Linked DNA regions of Mus musculus: all the other regions are linked to region 1. A link is a contact called in public ChIA-PET, Hi-C and HiChIP or PLAC-seq data. All regions are on one chromosome and are shown on one strand. The core of a region is the stretch at or near the end of the contact, and the rest is flanking DNA. Distances in the headings are between cores, read along the strand shown.

The links. Hi-C and Micro-C count contacts between places; a contact is called where the count stands out from the background. ChIA-PET counts read pairs in DNA pulled down with a chosen protein or histone mark. HiChIP or PLAC-seq counts read pairs in DNA pulled down with a chosen protein or histone mark.
Region 2: a Hi-C map of Th1 cells shows a contact between it and region 1, with 2.9 times the contacts expected there. The contact joins two enhancer-like sites. A contact is called at or near these places in 7 of 484 Hi-C or Micro-C datasets (the C10 cell line, CD4 T cells, CD8 T cells and 3 more) and 5 of 115 datasets of contacts at active chromatin or transcription factors (double positive thymocytes, effector CD8 T cells, pancreatic cancer cells and 2 more).
Region 3: a contact with region 1 is called in an HNF4G HiChIP or PLAC-seq map of pancreatic cancer cells. The contact joins two enhancer-like sites. A contact is called at or near these places in 1 of 15 datasets of contacts at CTCF or cohesin (the NIH/3T3 cell line) and 1 of 115 datasets of contacts at active chromatin or transcription factors (pancreatic cancer cells).
Region 4: an RNA polymerase II ChIA-PET map of effector CD8 T cells shows a contact between it and region 1, with 12 read pairs. The contact joins two enhancer-like sites. A contact is called at or near these places in 2 of 484 Hi-C or Micro-C datasets (bone marrow-derived macrophages and centroblasts), 3 of 115 datasets of contacts at active chromatin or transcription factors (effector CD8 T cells, large pre-B cells and pancreatic cancer cells) and 1 of 9 other capture datasets (adipose tissue).

Annotation. Positions count from the first base shown.
Region 1 is chr15:27,594,354-27,599,000 of GRCm38.p6, reverse strand. It overlaps Ank (progressive ankylosis), which reads right to left. Exons shown (of 12, transcript NM_020332.4): 12 at 4,092-4,647. It also overlaps a transcript of Otulin not described here. Among named protein-coding and RNA genes, the nearest start is that of Mir7117, 25 kb to the right of the region's middle. Within about 2 kb of position 2,355, at least 254 of the 459 cell types and tissues checked have an H3K27ac peak or open chromatin away from gene starts, as enhancers often do. A contact at or near this core is called in CD8 T cells, the NIH/3T3 cell line, Th1 cells and 7 more, where this site is marked.
Region 2 is chr15:27,824,820-27,829,466 of GRCm38.p6, reverse strand. Trio (triple functional domain (PTPRF interacting)) reads left to right here. Exons shown (of 57, transcript NM_001081302.1): 28 at 1,109-1,201; 29 at 3,693-3,804. Among named protein-coding and RNA genes, the nearest start is that of Otulinl, 150 kb to the right of the region's middle. Within about 2 kb of position 2,361, at least 79 of the 459 cell types and tissues checked have an H3K27ac peak or open chromatin away from gene starts, as enhancers often do. A contact at or near this core is called in CD8 T cells, Th1 cells, double positive thymocytes and 3 more, where this site is marked.
Region 3 is chr15:27,379,742-27,384,388 of GRCm38.p6, reverse strand. No RefSeq gene overlaps it. Among named protein-coding and RNA genes, the nearest start is that of Gm36899, 81 kb to the left of the region's middle. Within about 2 kb of position 2,653, at least 42 of the 459 cell types and tissues checked have an H3K27ac peak or open chromatin away from gene starts, as enhancers often do. A contact at or near this core is called in the NIH/3T3 cell line and pancreatic cancer cells, where this site is marked.
Region 4 is chr15:27,783,215-27,787,861 of GRCm38.p6, reverse strand. All of the region lies in intron 34 of Trio (triple functional domain (PTPRF interacting)), which reads left to right. Among named protein-coding and RNA genes, the nearest start is that of Otulinl, 100 kb to the right of the region's middle. Within about 2 kb of position 2,376, at least 169 of the 459 cell types and tissues checked have an H3K27ac peak or open chromatin away from gene starts, as enhancers often do. A contact at or near this core is called in bone marrow-derived macrophages, centroblasts, effector CD8 T cells and 1 more, where this site is marked.

The DNA.
Region 1 (4,647 bases), core at 1,106-3,605:
GCCCTGGGGTAATACACCTGCCTCATGGTAACATGGCTGACACTGTGGAGTGCCAGCCCCTGCTGTGTGTACCCTGAATCTGCTCTGTGACATGAAGGTGATGTGGACTTCATTTTCAGAAGCTGGCTCATGCAAACCTGGGTCTTATACTGCAGGGAACCAAAGTCGACCTGGCCTAATGTTCTCCCGTTGCAAAAGCTGCCTGTCTTGGACCCACGGTTGGAAACCTGTGTTTTGGGCTTTTATAGCAATCACCACTGTGCATGACACAGGATTTCTGTGAAGTTATACACAATTCATACTGAGTAGGGTGTAGGAATGGGTTCTTCCCCCCCCCCCCCCCCCGGTCATTAAAGAATTAAAAGGCAGGAGAGTTTGAAAGTCAAAACCACAGTTTATTTGACATACAAGGACCTGGAGGAACCCTCTTGGGGTTCTTAGTCTCATTAAGAGTTTTATTAAAACATCAAATGGAAGCTCAAGGATAATTTTAGAAGAGTTTTAAAAGAAAAATCCCAGAGCAAGCAAGCTGTAAGTGTCGGGAGTTGCCTAGAGGAGAGGGGGGAAGAAGGAAAAACCATGTTACTCTGCAGCAGGCAGCCACGTGGTGGGAAGGGAGCGTTCAGGATAAAGCAAGGAACCCCCAGCTGCTAGGAACCCCCAGCTGCTAGAGAAAGCATACTTGGGAACAAAAAAGGGAAGGAGTCGGACCTTTTGGCATAGGGAGCAAGCTGAGCTCCATGGCAGCTTGGGCTCGGGCATAGGAATTCTGGGGAGCAAAAGTATCTCCTTAAAGGAATTTATTTTGCCTATCTCTTCAACAAGGCTGAAGTTGAGTCTGCCTCCCTAAAGGTGCTCCCACCTCCCTGCTGTGGTCCCTTGGCCCGGTGGTTGACCTGCTGGGTCACATTCACTCCTCATGTTGGATAACTTAGTGTTCGATTTTTGCCCAGACCAGAGATTTTTTACCCTCTTGAGCAGAAGGAAGAGTTTTCTCTTAGTGAGTCCTCACGGCTGCTGGGTTGGAGCAGTTCTGCTCTCATCCCCTCTCTCCTTGTACACTAAGGACTTCTTTTTCAAGTAGAAAGGCTTTCGGTTCTTGTCTGTGGTCTCAGCTTGTATATTGGTTGACATTGTTTGTACAGAAGTAGATGTCAAGTCTTGCTAATAAGTGCATTTGGAGTTACTGGCCCAGGTGAAAAGAGGTACTGTATAAAAGCTAACTCTGTCCATGTGTGTCTCCTGCATAAACCATCCAGTAAGTCTATCCACGTGTGTCTGACAGTCACCTCTAAAAGCGCATCTCCCTAGTCAGGTTTTGAGAGACCCTGTTTGATTGATTGCAAATGCAGGAGAGAAAGATTATCATTGGACCGGAAAGGCAGCTTAGTGATTCAGAAGGTTTGCTGTGAAATCACAAGGATGAGAGTTCTGCTCCCAGCATCCACTTAGTAAGCCCCAGGGGGCATGGGGGGTGTCAAAGGCCAGATTCGTGGGTCTTGATGGCTTCTAAGGGCCTCCATCTCAAAGGAGATAAGACTACTACTCGACAGGACACTTGGTCCCTCTTCTGGACTCTGTTGTGTGCACAGTTTGTGAATCTCCACACTAAAGTGTATATACGCAAAGATACACACTAAGTAGAAATTCTGAAAATGAATTACTAAGTTTTTGTAAGGTACTAGTTACAAGTCTGGCACCACTTGCACTTGGCAGAGAATTTGTTTCCTTGGATTTAGGTGCTCTTCCTGGTAGGGCACCACATCAGTTAACGGAGCTAACGACCACCCTTCTGTCTTGTGGTGGGGAGAATGAAACTTAAGGTTTCCTTGTCTTCTCATTATTTTCCCCTTTGAGATCAGACAGTAAACAATGCAGTGAGTTGTTTCCTGACTTGTAAAGTGGGGTTCGGGTTGTTGATTACAGTCCTGTTTGCCTCTTGTTTAGCTTTGGTGTGTTAATTTTAGTCACCAGCCTTTGAGCAGGGCACCCAGGCCTTTCTTGAGATTTCCACTACATCCTGTTTCATGTGTGGTTAGATCAGCTGATGAGTCACCTGATGTTTTGCCACTTCGAATGACAAAAATAGAGGCTCAGAATAACCACACAGAGAAGCAGCTCTCATGGTTTCCAGATACATTGCTGAAAACCGTGCTTTTTGATGCTTCAAGCTTTTTATAAAAGAGCCTTGTGTGAGGCTCTTGTGGAAAGGCAGACAAGACACTGGGTTTGCACAGCTAACACTGAAGTCACCTCACCTTCCCAGGTCCCACCAGAGATAGCATTATTATACTTTTGGTTATAAAAGTGTGTGACAGGCAGCATTGAAAACAACCCTCTCCTGGTGGAGCACAGAAGGCTTAGCTTGCCTGCAGTACCCTAAACCAGACACAAAGCAGCACATGGTGTTCTGGTCATGTTCTATTCAGAGCTTTACTGAAGCAGAAAAAAGTACAAGGAAACATTGCTCAGGTAACATCATTTCATTAGAAGAGGCCAGGTGTGGTGGTGCACACCTTTAATCCCAGCACTTGGGAAGCAGAGCCACATGGATCTCCGTGCGTTCAAGGTCATCCTGGTCCACATAGAGTCCCAGGACAGCCAGGGATATGTAGAGTGACCCTGTCTCAAACTAAAAATAGATAATTATAAGAATATTAGGATTTCCTATTTTGCAGCACATCTCTTGCTCTCGCTTCAGTATGGAGAGAAAGTTGCTGAATCTTGGAAAATGTTCCTTTCCCTTTGCCTATTTCAGAAGAAAATATTTTCAAACAGAGCAGTTAGGAAGGTGGGAGATTGGGGAACTAGAATCAGAGGGAGTCTTTGTTTCCTCTCTGAAACAGGCACACACACCCACTCACCTGCACTAAGGGAGTGGTAAAACTATTTATTAAAGATAAAATGCAGTCACTTTCCCCATGACCAAGGCCATTGTCTCAGTCCTGCCACATCCAGGAGGGGCTGCATTGCAAGAAAGCAATAGGGTCCACGGAGTTTAAAGTGCTTAAGTACTTAAGTAATTACTGCAGCTCAGAATAAGTGTTTTCATTTCTGAGGCCCTCTCTGAACATTTCCAAGCCAAAGCATGAGCGAAGGCCAAGAAACAGATGGTCCCAACCGAGAGAAGAGTGCCTTTGACTCCAGATGCCCAAGCCCAAGCCCAACACGGGCAGCAGGGAGACACTGACCAGCTCCAACCCACAGATACAAACAAGGCCTTCGCAGTGGAAGGATCCCTGGTGAGTTCCCACCAAGCCAACCGCAAGCCGCTCACACTCCCGGAGCCCTGCAGTGGGCAGGCTTTGTCCTTCCTGAGTCACAGCAGTCCTGTTTACTCAGTTCCAGGGGGCCTTAGAGAGGGCCTGTGTGCCAGCACCCAGTAAACAAGGGCAGAGCCAGCAGCAGGTCAGGTGTGCACTTAGAATGACCCTCGGTTGCCCCTCAGATAAACAGGCTTCTCTAGTTTCTCGGAGAAAACCCTCACTCTAGAAAGGCCATCCTAACTCAGTATTTTGAGGAAAACTTGTCTCCTGCCTCTGCAACTTTAGGTTGTATTTGTCGCTTAACCTTGAGAATGATCTTCCCACAGTCCTTGAGGATTTCACAGACATGGTCCTTTTCAGTTTGTTAGCTGAGCAATATGTTTAAAAAGAACACTCAGCTGCTGAGCTAGAAAGGCTGCCCTTAATGCTTGTGGAAAGAGGAGAAAGGCCCTTCCCAAGTCTAGGCCGTGGAATTCTTTGTTTGAATACAACAGTATGGCAGCTGTCTCAGGGTGTCAGGTGACAAAACAGGCCCACAGAATGTGTGTGGAGGAGCCTGTACTAGGAGGGGAAGGTCAGAACAAATCCCCCCAAACCGCAGCTCCATTGCAGAGGCCTGGGCCTGGCACTGCATTCCAGGGGCTCGGGACATCTTACACAGCTGATGTCCAGTCATCCTGATGAAGGCGGCTCTGGGCTCTAAGCTACATGTCCCAAGTGCACAATAAAGAGATACTAGCTTTTCTTGACTTTAAAGGGAAAGGATTTCGAATTTGATATTTGGTATTTAAGCTCCAACCCCAGAAGCATGAAAATAGCCACACATTTTAAAAAATATTGCTGTTTAATTTTCTAGTCATGTACTTTAAAAAGCCAATACAATTAAGACTTTCAGTTATCTTTCAGATCTGCCCCTGACGTCACCCACAAGCAGCTACGGAAGCACATAGGATTTGTTCCCATGGTGGGCACATATGAGGGACACTGGGTATCTAGAAATGGAAATGCGAGCCTGTGTAGCCCTGACAGTCTTAACATGAGGTTACACAACACCAAAATAATAAGCACAAGAGGCCCGCCTTCCGCCCTTTTCCCTCCGCCCTTCCCACCTTTGCCTGTCTACAGTAGTGGATCCATTTCCTCCCGAGGTTGCCCATCAATTGGATCTGTAGGCCCTTACATTCATACACAAGGGACGTGTAGAAGGCTGTAACATACAGCGGTCACTGGTACAACCCGAGTAAGCTGTAGGTATGTGGAGCATGAAGGCAATCACTGAATTGTATTAGAGACATTTTATTGAAAATGCGAAAATAGGAAATGTATTATAGCCTAAAATAAATTACATAACATATACAGCATATATTTATATCTTTAAAAT
Region 2 (4,647 bases), core at 1,112-3,611, 230 kb before region 1:
GGTTTCAGAACTAGTCTAATAGGTGGCAGATTGTGGCTGGAGAAAGGTACTGTGTACCCTTGGTGCACAAGGCCATAGAAATATTGGACTTAACTTTCTGCCTTTATAGTTGTACACGTTCAATTGAGATAATCTCTCCTGGGAAAGTCTGGAAGCTGGAGTAAACTTTACACTTTCTGCTTTGGGTGGGGACCTGCCTGTGGAAGGCCTCTCTCCAGCTGTGGATAGCCCCGCTCCAGCTGTGTTCTCAGGGGGCACTCAGTCTGTAGCGATCCCTTGCCTGATGCTGTCTTTTCCTTCTAATATTTCACATGCCCTACAGCACCGTAGCCACATGCAGGCTATAGAATAGAAAGCCTACGCAGCAAGAATGTCTGTGTAGCCAAAACTTGGTTTTAAAAACCTTGTTAAGCTAACAAGATGGCTCACGATTAAAGGAGAACACCAACCCCACAAGTTGTTCTCTGGCCTTCACACAGGTGCTTAGTCATGTGTTTGGCCCCCAAATAAATAAATAGAGTCTAACTTTCAAAAGCCCTGTGTGTTTAAAGAACTTTAAGGAATAAAGGAAGCATACCTGGCAAGTTTCATAGTCACTCGCCTTGGGTGTGCATTGTAAGGTTACTTTGATTTTTAAGGGGGTTTTTGATTATACTGTCCTCCATCCTTTGGGCATCTTGTGCCCACCCTTCAGTTATATCTTTCCATGGTAACAGGCATTACAGAACACCCTTCACGTGCTCTGCTATTCACTGATGAGCAGTATGCAGCGCTGAACTGCGTGGCTGGGCTCCTTGCCTTCCTATGAAGACGCTAAGCGCAGCCTAGGCTTGTAAGCAGTGTTATTGCAGGAGAGGGGCACACACCAGACATACTGTGGATCTGTATCCCCTCTTCTGTTGGTGTTCTGCTAAGTCCCCTGCAAAGTAAACCTGTAGACTTGGAGAAGTTTGTGCTGATATTTTCACATGCTTTAAGAAGAGAGGGCTTATTATTTCATCAGAAACAAACACTTGTCATTAATGTGGTACTGTGCCCATGTTTAACAGTAATGACCCTATGATAAAGCTTCCCTTTTTTTTTTTTTTTTTGTTTTATTTAAATATAGGAGATCCAGCAGCGGCATGGCTTAGCCAATTCCATCTCTTCCTACCTGATCAAACCAGTTCAGCGGATAACAAAGTATCAGCTCCTTTTAAAGGTGTGTATGAAACATTGTCCATCTGCAACATCACACCCTGTGTTGATATGTATCCCCTGGGCACATGTGTCTGTGGTTTCCATCTACCATCGGCAACATCACATCCTGTGCTGATATGTATCCCCTGTGCACATGTGTCTGTGGTTTCCATCTACCATCGGCAACATCACATCCTGTGTTGATATGTATCCCCTGGGCACATGTGTCTGTGGTTTCCATCTACCATCGGCAACATCACATCCTGTGTTGATATGTATCCCCTGTGCACATGTGTCTGTGGCTTCCTTCACTGACATTTCTTGGCCTGTCCAGCTTCTTATTGAAGCAGATACCTAAGATCATATCCCCTAGTTGTACCCTGAAGGAACTGGCTGGCCCTTGTCTGCAATGTAGAATGGTATTTGACTGAGAAATAAGTTCCTGGCTCTTGGACCTTTAGCATCCTCAGACTCTGGTGCTGAGACCCCGACACAGCACCTGTACATGTTTAACCCGCAGCAGCGCTGATTGGAAAGTCTGGAGACTATCTGCCCTGCGTCACAAAAATGCTCAGAATCATTGCTGATATGTGCCAGCATTGAACCCATACCTGGCTGATGCGCAGGTTTTCCATGGACTCCGGAACACTCTGCCCTCATGCCGCTCCCTATGGCTGCTAGCCATTTTATAGACCATGTCCCTACTGATCCCAAGGGCTTCTGCTTTTTGTTGCAATTAAGTAGATCTAAAATTGCCCTTGCAAAAATTTAAGTCTGATTATTTTCAACAGTAGAAAGGGGAACAAACTTACCACAGATGCGTTATGTCGTTAATGCATGTTTGCTTGCTGCATTAAGAGTCATTTACAACTTTTGTCTGGCAAAGGTACTATATTTCCTCTGCCGGTGAAGGACGCGCTGAAACATTAGCGTGTAGACTGTCCACTAATCCCAGCTCTGTCAGCTGCTGCCCTGGGCGTGCAGTAGGACACTGAAGCTTAAGGGTGTCTAAAGCTCTCTCAGTAAGAGAGACCTAGCAACTGTAAAACATGGCTGTGTTCTTTTATACAGATGTGTACTATCAAGAGACCTTTCTATCTCGAAAACCCTACTACCACAACCCCCACCTCCTTTACACACAGTGCAGTGCCAGGGATCAAACCAGGGCCTCACACAAGTTGGGTGAGCACTCTACCACCAAGCCACACCGCACCTCCTCTCCTGTACTTCTGTATGACAGTCTTACTCAGTGACTAGATAGCCATCACTACACAAATCTGCTGCTGCTGTCTGTGAGCATGGCGTAAGCTGGGAGGCTGGGTTTTGCTGGTTTGCATTCAGGTCTTGTCCCCTTTGCTTCCTAAGTCTGCACAAGTGCCTTGTCTCACCGTTGTCCCTTGTTGCCCTCAGAACTCAAGGCTTTGTTCTCAGCTTCTGTGTCCACTAAGATTACACTTCTACTTGTAAATCTTTCTCATTTTCCCCAGAAACTCTGCTGGGAACAGTAGTAAACTCCATCAGACCTCCCCAGTGGGAAGGCAGTCTGCACGGAGGGAGTTGAGGCACATTGTACTTGTAAGGCAGTTTCTGCCCAGCTCCTCAGAAGCATACACATCTGATCAAACATGAAGGTGCCCATCAGATGACTGAGTTCTCTAGACCAGGGGTTCTCAACTTTCCTAATGCCTGTGACCCTTTAATACAGTTTGTCATGTTTCAGTGACCCCCCCCCCCCCGCAACCAGAAAATTTGCATTGCTACTTCAAAACTGTAATTTTGCTACTGTTATGAATCATAATGTAAATATTTTTGGAGATAGGGGTTTGCTGAAGGGATGCTATCTACAGGTTGAGAACCACTGCTCTAGTTCCCCCTCCCCCAAGCTGATGACCACACTGCTCTGAACCCCTTGGGAATCATATACACAAGATTGTTGTCACTGTGACCAAGAACGGTCTGGCACCCATGAAGGAATACCTGAGAGAGACCCATCAGGATGTAAGCTTGTGTTTCCTGCTGTCCTACTCACGGGGGAGCTGAGGAGCTTCCAGGAAGTCAGGAAGTAGCATGACACACATAGATACCCTGGAGATGTGTGGTAGCTTGTAGCTAGTACCTCCCTAAGGAGCCTGCACAGAGGAGTGGTCTGTGTTGTGTTGCTATTCTGATTCAGGGTCCAGCCAGCCCCCGACATTGTGGGATTAGCAGGGCAGGTAGACTGTGGATGGCTGTCACTTGTCACAATTCCATATTCCTTACAAACCAGTAACATTTATTTTCTCATTTTGGAGATGTGGTTGGCAAGGCATAACAACTTCTTTCAGAACGGCGACGGGATCTGACTTCCTCCAGGTCCTCATTCAAGTAGATCAGACACTGTTGCCTATGTGAACCTGAGTGATTCCCTTTTTGTTTGTTTCCTGAGCACCGTGAGCTCTCATGGATTCTGCTGAGGTGTGGCTGGCAGAGCGTTTTGCAGTCCTTTGCGAGTTCACGGTGTTGATCTTCTCCAGGAGCTGCTCACATGCTGTGAGGAAGGAAAGGGGGAGATCAAAGATGGCCTGGAGGTGATGCTCAGCGTGCCCAAGCGAGCCAATGATGCCATGCACCTCAGCATGCTGGAAGGTAACCGGACACACCGCGCCCGAGGCGTCCCCCTCCCCCCTCTGTGCACAGCACTGTCGCTGATGCTGTGTGAGTCAACTATCACACCGCCATCACTGATGCTGTGTGTGAGTCAACTATCACAGCACCATCACTGACGCTGTGTGAATCGACTATCACAGCACCATCACTGATGCTGTGTGAATCGACTATCACTTTCTGGACTTGGTAACAGCAGTGCCATTGTACACTCCAGGAGCACTTAAGTCTTGTTTAATGCTGCCTGGGTTTCCTGCTAACAGAGGTGTAAATGATGAATGAACGCACTGGTTATAGACCCGAGGATATAGAAGATCTTGTTACTTCCCCATTTCCATAGCCATTGCTAGATGTTTGCACAACTCAGTTGTCTGCTGAAGCAGTTGAATGTAGTGTGTAACATGGTGAACAGAAATGAGACAAATGTATCCAACAGGGATTGTAGTAATTCCAGTTTGCACGAATGTTTCTATTTAGTAAAGCTGCCTCTGCACTGCCGAGGTTAGCAATGCAAAGGGCCCATCCCAAATGCTTTTGCTAGTTTATGCCAGGTCATTGGTACCATCAAGAAATTTATTAGTCAGGACTCAATGCCACTCTGTAATAGAGACTCAGAGATCCAGCAATCCTCGTTGTTCTTCCTCTGTTCTTCATGATGTCATCAGAGGGAAGGGCTATGTTCTGGCTCATTTCTGTCCTATGTATTTTCCTACTTGAATAGGTCCTGCAGGACCACATTCATATTCCACCTCACAGCAAGTACAAGAGCCTGTGGGTAGGGAACCCTACTAGCTGTATACATTCATTTTCTCATTTGCCCAGGGT
Region 3 (4,647 bases), core at 1,404-3,903, 210 kb after region 1:
TGCCGAGGGTGGTTCTCCACTCCATGTGCTCTGCCTTCCCCGTGACGTCAACTCGGCCGATGGGCTGCAGCCAATCAGGGAGTGACACGTCCTAGGCGAAGGATAATTCTCCTTAATAGGGACGGGGTTTCGTTTTCTCTCTCTTTTGCTTCTTACACTCTTGCTCCTGAAGATGTAAGCAATAAAGTTTTGCCGCAGAAGATTTTGGTTTGCTGTGTTCTTCCTGGCCGGGCGTGAGAACGCGTCTAATAACAATAGGTCCTATGCATCAGTGAAGAGGTGTCATTTGTCTTTGTCTTTCTGGGTGGCTTATTTCACACAACAGGATGGTTTCCAGTTGCATGCATGTTTCTGAAAGTGCTATGATTTCATCTCTTTCATGAGTGAAAAAATTTCCTTTGAACATATGTGCCACATTTTCTTTATTCATGCCTCTGTTGATGAACGCTGGGCTATTCCCATATGCTGGCTCGTTTGAAGAGTAATACAAGGCACATGGATGTGCAAGTATGCATGTGTGTGCTGACTTAAGAGTCTTTAGGGCATATACCTGAGTGTTATATCTGGATCATGTAACAGTTCTGTCCTTAGTGTTATTTCATATATTCATTAACCTTGATCTGTGAAGAAATACAGTATCCATGGGTGTTGGTACTACCTGCCACTCCAGGCATCACTGTGGGTTTAGAGCATATGCAAGTTACTGCAACAAAGGGCATCCATGAGCAGCGGCTTCACACAGATGTAAGTCACAGTGCTTAGTCTGCAGCACTGGAGGCCAGGCTGGAGTTGAAGATCATGCCTTTCCTACTTTGCTACTGACCTCAATACATAGATGCAATAGAGAATGCATTGAGATGCAAATCATAGGACTTGTCTCTTAGGTCATATGATCTCTCTGACTCACAGTACATTTGCTTGGGAGAGAACTTGGGACAGGTCCTAGCTGAATCCCAGGATGCTGGTGGAAACTGGACATATAGGAAATCACTTTGAAAATACTTTTCACAGTGTAAATCAGAGTCACTTTAAATACACGTGTGCCTTTTAGGAAAGATTCTCTCTGCCTTTTAAATGTTTCTTCTTGCTTTTAGAAGTAGAAATGGGGTGGAGGGTATCTTTCCGTCATTCATCCCTGGGTGTTCTTTTATACTTCAAAGACATTGTGGGATTCCTGTTCCTCCCTCCCTTTCTCCCCCTCCCTCTCTCTTTCCCTCCCTCCCCCTCCCCTCTCCTTTATTCATCCATCTACTTCTCCTTCTCTCTTAAGATGTGAGTGGTTTAGTTGGACACACACTTCTTGTCATGTCACCCCTTGTCCTTACCTGACGTTCACAACAGTGGGCTGCCTAGTCTTAAACTTGAAGCAAGGACTCTGAGGTGAGTAAACCTTTTATTTTCATGAGTCAATTTCCTGAGCTATTTTGTAGTAACACAAAGTTGATATTAAAATGTGATTGACCATTCAGGGTAGACTGTGTTCGGAGGAATCACCAACTAAGGCCCTGTCCTGTAAGGCAGACTAGAAGGAAGGCCAGAGCCTCACAACGACACACAAGCTCCATCCAAACTCTGGAGAGTTGCCCCTTTGTGTGGCTGCTCACCTGAGAGTAAAACACATCTGCCATTTCAGACTTCTTGGTTACTCAGGTGGGTTAGTCATGACTCAGAGAAACTTAAATTCTATTTCCTGTTCTGTTGCTACAATTATTTTGAGATTTCAATGAAGATTTTCCCTTGGAGAGACATAAAGGATGGGTTGATGTCTCCATTTTTTTTTTTCAAGCTGGAGTTTCAAGCTTAATATGAATCCATTCATTTCTGTCCAATGTCACCTAAGAACCAGGTGGGTCTTTGGGATGGTCCTTCTTAGTCTCTGGAAATGTAAGTGAATCTCTAATGCCTTTCTAGGTGTTAGTGTGGACTCATCAGTTGGCATCCTGAGAACTCTGAGAGCTTTGATGGTGGTTAGGAGCATTTTTGGTTTTGTTTTGTTTTTGTTTTTCAAGACAGGGTTTCTCTGTGCAGCCCTGGCTGTCCTGGAACTCACTTTGTAGAACAGGCTGGCCTCGAACTCAGAAATCCACCTGCATCTGCCTCCTGAGTGCTGGGATTAAAGGCGTTGTACCACCACACCCGGCAGTTAGGAGCATCTTAAGAATGACATTTTACAGTTGTCTCTTTATTTGTTTATTTCTCCAACTAATCCATCAAAGTTGTCAAAGGGGATGCTGTATGCCATGGTTCTCTCTCATCTGCACATGGAATTTTGAATATAGGTTCTATGGGTCATGACCCCTTTGGGGGATCAAATGACCCTTCCACAGGAGTCACCTAAGATCATTGGAAAACACAGATATTTCTATTATGATCATGACAGCAGCAAAATGACAGTTATGAAGTAGCCACAAAAGTGATTCTATGGTTGGGGTCAGCACAACATGGGGAACTTTAAGGGTCAGTGTGAGGAAGGTTGAGAAACACCACTCTATAGACTCTGGGGTAAAATTCTGGTGATCTCTAGTTAAAAACTTAAGTCTCCCAGACTGTGTGCCTCCCTTTAATCACAATGCCACACTCTGGGTTGTGGTGAGGATTCAATCAGCCAACATCTGGAATGTGTTTAGCCAGTGACTCGTACATAGAAAGAAGCCATTCAGTATGGAAGATTACTCATCATCTCTGGCATCAACAGTAATACAGCACCAAGCGAGAAGGCTGCATATGGGATACCAGTGTCTTTCTACTGCAGTGTGGTAAGGCAGAGAGTGGAAAGACAGCCCCATTAATAGTCCTTTCATCCTTATCAAATATTGATTTTTGGGAACTATGAACAGAGGCAAGGTTTTGAGGTATGGATAAAACGCCATCCATGGTTAATAGTCTTTCACTCTGTACCCATTGTCTGATTTTCAACTAAACTGAGTCAACAGTTTCAGTGAAAGACATTGAGATGAATGCAAACAGCCACCTGGGGAGCTGTACTAGATAGTCAACAGCTGGAGTGAGTGGTCAGGAGGATTCTGGTTGTACCTTCCAGAGGATTACAGAAAATAGTGAGCCTGGGGGGAGGGTCTTGACAAGAAAGAAACTGTGTCAGAAACCTCATTGCTATGTTTTCCTGGGCAACTTGCTGACTGTTGGTAGCTTCAGATGGAACACTGAACACCGGATATCAGTGTTCCATGACACCTGACTGTATAGGGAGTTTTCCTATCTGTCCCTTTAAAGGGGGAAATGCCCATCTGATGAAAAAGAGCGTCAGTGGGTTTCTGTTCTGGATGCAATTTTCTAACTATTTCCTTAGTAAATAAGACAGATGTTTGTTTACTTTGTATCTTCACCTACAAATTCAGTTTCGGGGCAGCTGTTCGTAGTATATGTAACTACAGCCAAGCCAGCATGCAGAAACCTCTCCAGTGTGTTCAGTCTCCTCTAAGAAATGTCTGAGACCCTAAAAGCCTTTCTTTTATGCTGAACCAATCTTCTGGAAAGTTCTTGGTGTGGGCTGGCCTGCCTAGATTGTCCTGTAACTTGCCTCCGAGCACATTTCTTCCTTTTTTTTTTTTTTTTTTTCTAGCTCAGCTTAGAGTTAAGTATTTTGGGCTTCACTAATTTTTACACTTGAGTGGCCATTTAATGTGGCAGCAAGAACGACTCATTGTGCTTATGACAAAGCAGAAAAACTGTCTAGAAAAATATCTACTGGTCATTTAACCATGAGCCATGATTAAGACTTACCCAAGTGGAACAAAGGCCAGTGACTCTTAAGAGGTGCACAGGAGGAAAAGCACTCAGCATTTCCTAGCAGTAACGAATGCGTACAATACCCTCCTCCCTTTTTCACTTTTTTCTTGCTGTGCTGGGACCAGATTCAGGGCCTCTGTGGGTGTTAGATGGGTACTCTACTTCTAAGCTACATGTCCAACCTACCTGACTTATCTTTTAATTTTCTTTTTCTTCTATAGTCCCTCTTTCTCCACTTCCTTCCTTTCCCTCTTCCTCTCCTTCTTCCTCTCCCCCTCTGCCTCCCTTTCCCTCTGCCCCTTCCCCTCCCCCTCCCCTCCTCCGTCTTTCTCTCTTTCTCCCTTCCCTTCCCTTCCCTTCTCTTCCCTTCCCTTCCCTTCTCTTCTCTTCTCTCTCTCTCTCTCTCTCTCTCTCTCTCTCTCTCTCTCTCTCTCTCTCCTTCCTTCCTTCTTTCTTTCTTTCTTTCTTTCTTTCTTTCTTTCTTTCTTTCTTTCTCTCTTTCTTTCTTCCGAGACTGGTCCTACAATGTGTTGATATTCTGTCTAAACTCCACACCCATAGTTACTGGCAACAGCCAGGTAGGCTTGGCCTACTATAAAAGGAGCTGCTTGGCCCCTTCTTTCTCTCTTACTCTCTTGTCTTTCTTACTCTTGCTTCCCACTTGCCCCCTTTCTCCCCTATTCCCCTCCCCCTCTCTCCACATGCTCATGGCTGGCCTCTACTTCTCTACTCCCCCCCTTTCTCTACCTCTTAACTACCCCCCAATGCCCTAAATAAACTCTATTCTCTACTATACCGGTATGTGTCTGGTCCCTCATGGGAAAGAGATGCCTTGACATGGGCCCACTGAGGCACCCCTTCTCCCAAAGCCCACCAGAAGATATTCTTATAGCTCTTTCT
Region 4 (4,647 bases), core at 1,127-3,626, 190 kb before region 1:
AGAGCAGTGCAGTGCTCAGACATTAGATGCAATGGGGTGTTCCAAAGGTTTTCGTACTGCAGCTGATAGCCTTTTATTTTTCTCTGAAATGGCATATAAACAACCTACAAGGCTACGATTTGCCTTCCTCTGACTTCGGCCGGTTTTGTGTCTGTTTCAAGTTTAATGTATTCTGGGGTTTTTCATAATAGCTGGGGGGTGGGGGGGGGAGCATTGTCATATCCCTGGTGTTTGGGTTCTGTGATTCTCCTAAGGACTGCTGCGTGTAAGATAAAGTTGGGTAGGGAGGATAGATGCTCCAGCCTGGATTAAAGGAGTGTGTGTGCTACAGTCTGGCTTTGCCCATAAGATGGGGAAAATAAGGGAAACTCGGTCCCTACAAAAGTCTCTTGAGTTTGAGCGAAATGATACAGAAACTTGGGTTGAGGGAATTGGATGTGCCTGATGCTGATAACTCTCTCCCTATAGCACAACACCAGTGTTGGCTGGCTTTCTGTTCGTCTCCCCAGGCATCTGGCAACACTGAGCATCCAACAAAATGATCTCTCAGAAGCTATTATCTTCCTACCTAGGATTCCAATCCTGGCCTGGTTGTCTTTCAATATCTGCCAGTACTTGCCTCCAGACTCTGTCCACATCCACCCTTTAAGATAGGCAGCAAGATGTGGAGTCAGGACGAGAGCTGCTGAGACTCACTGGACCCTTATCATTCCCTGTGAGCTTGACTGAAGAAGGATCAGTTGTGGGTAGAGGGTCTCCCAGTGAAGGAGGCTTATCCTAGGTAAAGGGGGTACTGAATGGGGCAAAGTGGTCCTGCTTGCCTCTGGGTGTCCTTGGGAGGTCAGGGGAAAGAGCAGAGCTATCTTTGATTTATGGGCCCTTAAGGAGGTAAGTCCTGACCCTGTCTGTGGGTGTTGAATTTGCTGCTGTAAGCATGGTTTTTCTATAGCATTCTTCATAGTTTCCGTTCACAAAGCTGTCATGGACATTTTAAGTCACTGGCATGTGACAGTGGATGTTTTTATCCCATTTGTGTTAATTACATTGTCCCAGAGTGGTCCTCCTTGAGAGGTGACGCCCTCACTTTGGGAAGGCTTGTGACCTTGATCTGCCCATTCGGGACACTGGGCAGTGGCGTTCCTGTGGCGGGAAGATGCACGTAGATGAGGCATGAGCTCACTTGATTAAAAATAACTGATGCAGAAAAAAACAATTGGTAATGTCAAAGTCTGATGCAGAGTCTGGACCACTAGGGAGCCCTGGCCCCTGTGCCATGGAGATTACCTCATCTCCATGAACTTGGTCATCCTCGACTGCAAAGCAGGAGCACCGACCGGTGCAGCATCCCTCCCTCCTGGCAACCCTGAGCGCCCCAGGCGGTTCAGCGAGCAGCTGAGAACAAGACTTGGATCTTGAGGCAGAGCAGCCTCTTCCTATAGAGGGACCTTTGAGTCCTAGAATATTTAGTCCTTTAAGAATTCTTACTACAGGAAATTACTAGACTTCTTACTTCATAATGAAGGGTGATTGTGCTATTATTCCCTGCACACATTATTATTTTGATAATTGTTAAATTACTAAGAAGTTTTAAGAGATAGTCTCAAAGTCAGCACTAAGTTGACGTAGATTCTGAAAGAAAATAAAATACTATTTCACGTTAAAGGGTGGATAAAAAACGATGGAAGTCCAGTTTGTCCCTCCCACATCACTCAGGACAGGAACTCCAGATGCCTTTCCCAGCATGATATCAGGATGATATTTTAATATCCACTGGTTCTTCCTCTGCATTGATTACAGGAGATCAAGTATCCATCAGGCTTGAGCAGAAAAATGGATTCGGACTCCTAGCCAGGAAATACATTTTAAAGCAGATTTTTTTTATGCCTGTCAAGAGTACCATTTTATACACGGGCAAATATCTGGGCATTGCGCTTTGAGGAAAGTGAATGGGATAGCACGGTGCTACAGGGAGCCGATCGGTTGGGCTTGGCTCCTGTCCACAGGGGCGGATCTCACTGCTGCTGCTGCAGTGTGGAACCTTACACAGCTCTAGCAGGAGAATGTAAACAGTTATCAGGGAATGCAATAAGGAGAGGTCAAGTGAGGCTGAGACAGGACTCTGGTTCCGTGCCAGCCTGGGCTACTTAGCTTCTATTGCTGTTTTTTTCTTAATGTTTACTTTTTCCTTTGAGAATTTCATACGACATTATGTTGGTCATATTTCTCTCCCTCCCCCAGCTCCTCCCAGATCTCCATACCCACCCAGCTTCATGTTCTTTCTCTCAAAAACAAAAACCCATGTCTGTGTGATTGATATGCCCAGTATCACACCACTGAAGAAAACAGACTTTCCTGTAGCTATGAACCGTGAAGAGTTTCCTGGCAAGGGGAGGGACTTCCTGCCTCACTTCCACTCCGCTGTGCTGGGGTTTTCCTATACACTGTCTTAAATAAACCCTTGGTAACTCCAGCAAGTCTTGTATCAATAAGATGGTGGCTGTTGAGGCGGCTCAGGCTCGTTCTGAGTTAGCTACTCCCTTTGGGACCCAGCCCAGCACTCTGCATATCTCTTAGTCTGCATCAAACTGTGGAAGAGTCCTTCCTAACAGTGAACAGATCCACACAGTAAGCACTGAATTTGGTTTCAAATCTTTTCGAACCTGTTCTAAAGGATGGAAACACAGGATATTCAGCTCAGTGTGAATAAACAAATACCAAAGTGTCGCCGGAGGATTGTTTCAGCCATGCAGACTGGCTGTTTCACATTAACGATTGAGCAGTCTAAAGTCTCTCTCCAATTTTCTCCCACTTACATACCACCAACTCATTCAAAGTTTACAGCATGGTGCATGTGCGTGCATGAGTGCCCCAGGGACCAGTTCTGTGGAAAACAGAACCAGTGTTCTGTCTCTCCTCACTCTACGCATGACCTTGGATATATGTCCTTGTGAGAGCATGGTCTGTGGTTCATGGCACCTCCCCCCTCCTCCCATACACCCACCAGCACTTCAGAATTCTCATTGAAATTTGTTTATTGATTTTTTTAAGCGAAATACATTTATAAAACTATTTTGTTCTCTCACTTTTGTGGGAAAAGGTTTTCCATGCTTGATGGAAAATACATCCAGGAAAGAAATGCTGTGAAATTACATTTAAGGTTACAGCTGATTTTACAGCACATGTAGAGTCCTGAGATATTAGTAATCAGCCATGGGACTCTCCTTGCAGGGAGCCCTAGCCACCCCGAATTGACTTTTCCAGACATCTTGCTGGTGAGCTGCAATCTCTCTTTGGTCTATCTTTGTAAGGAGAACACAGATTTATGGCTTTTCATTCTGAAGAATTTCCTCCAGGTGCTCGGGGTTGGCCTCTGGGGTGAGTGAGCAAGTCCATAAACACGGGGAGCTTGGAGCAATGAGCTCTGGAATCTGTCCAGGGAGCCCCTATTTCCTCTTCCTGCCCGCAGGCATGGGGGTGGGGACTGGGCAGCCACAGCCCGGAGGCTCCGGTTAATTTCTTGCAGTTCTCTCCTAAGACCATGCGAATGTGAAGGATTGGCTCAGGATGCCCAACTATAACAACCGGAAAACCCCCAGGGAATAGAAGCAGCTGAGCATCCTCACATCGAGCCCTGAGTGACTGGATGTGTGTTCCTCTAGGCATCCTGTGTGCAAGTCCATGTCTTCCTCATTGACACCTTTTATTCTCAGAAGCACAGCTGAAAACGCCTCTGCGTGCCACCTTGTAGTCAACTCTACTCCTGTAGTGAAAGTAAGAACTCACAACTGTTAGCTGGGACGCGCAACTCGGTGGAGTTCTAAGGCCACTTCCTTTTCTCTTCTGTCTCCTTAAGCTGGCGGGGCCCAGTGGCACCAAAGTCCTCTCTCAAACTGGCACAGAGAAGAGGGATATGTTGTGCTTGTGGTAACATGGGAGCTGACAATTGAATGTTTCTCCTTTCGTCTCTCTCTTCATCTAAAAAGGAACACAGCACAGTGGCTGTCCTCATCCTGTTCCGTCCCCAGCCCTACGCAAAGGCTGCTTGATTGCTTCCTGTGGCTGCTTGCTCCCTGGAGGTGGCAGTGCCGCCTTATCACAGGGGCACTGATTAAAGCCAAGGACAGGATCCTGCTTTAATTGGTGTTCCTAGCAGAGGCCGTCTTTCTCATTCCCTTTGTCTCCACGGCTGCTTTGTTTCGTCCTGGAGTAACTCCAGGCCCCTCTCCTTCCCTCTCACCAGTGAGCACTAAGTAGCTTGGATAGCTCAGGGAGGAGTTCTTACAGGAGGACTCTGTTGACCACGGGAGATTCTTATAACAGCGCGTTCTTAGAAAGCCTCCTGCCTGTTCCCTGAGGCTCCAGAAATGGGACAGAGAGTTTTCAGCTGCTTCAAAGAAAGGCACCCCAGCCTGTTCTTTTCATTCTTTGGTTTGTGCTGCTGCTGTTTCAGTGTGTGACCGTCCCCTCCACCCCCGACCCCCGCGAGAAATAGGGGAACTAACGGTACTTAAAAGTTCCTAAGTAATGACCAAAGCAGAAGTATGCCATTTTGGCCTAGGAAAGAGGTGGAAAGCAAGATGACGTAAAGCTGGCTGGGACCTGCGTGGCCCTGAGTGTGCTCTGGGTGGACTGTGGTGTGTGCATGCC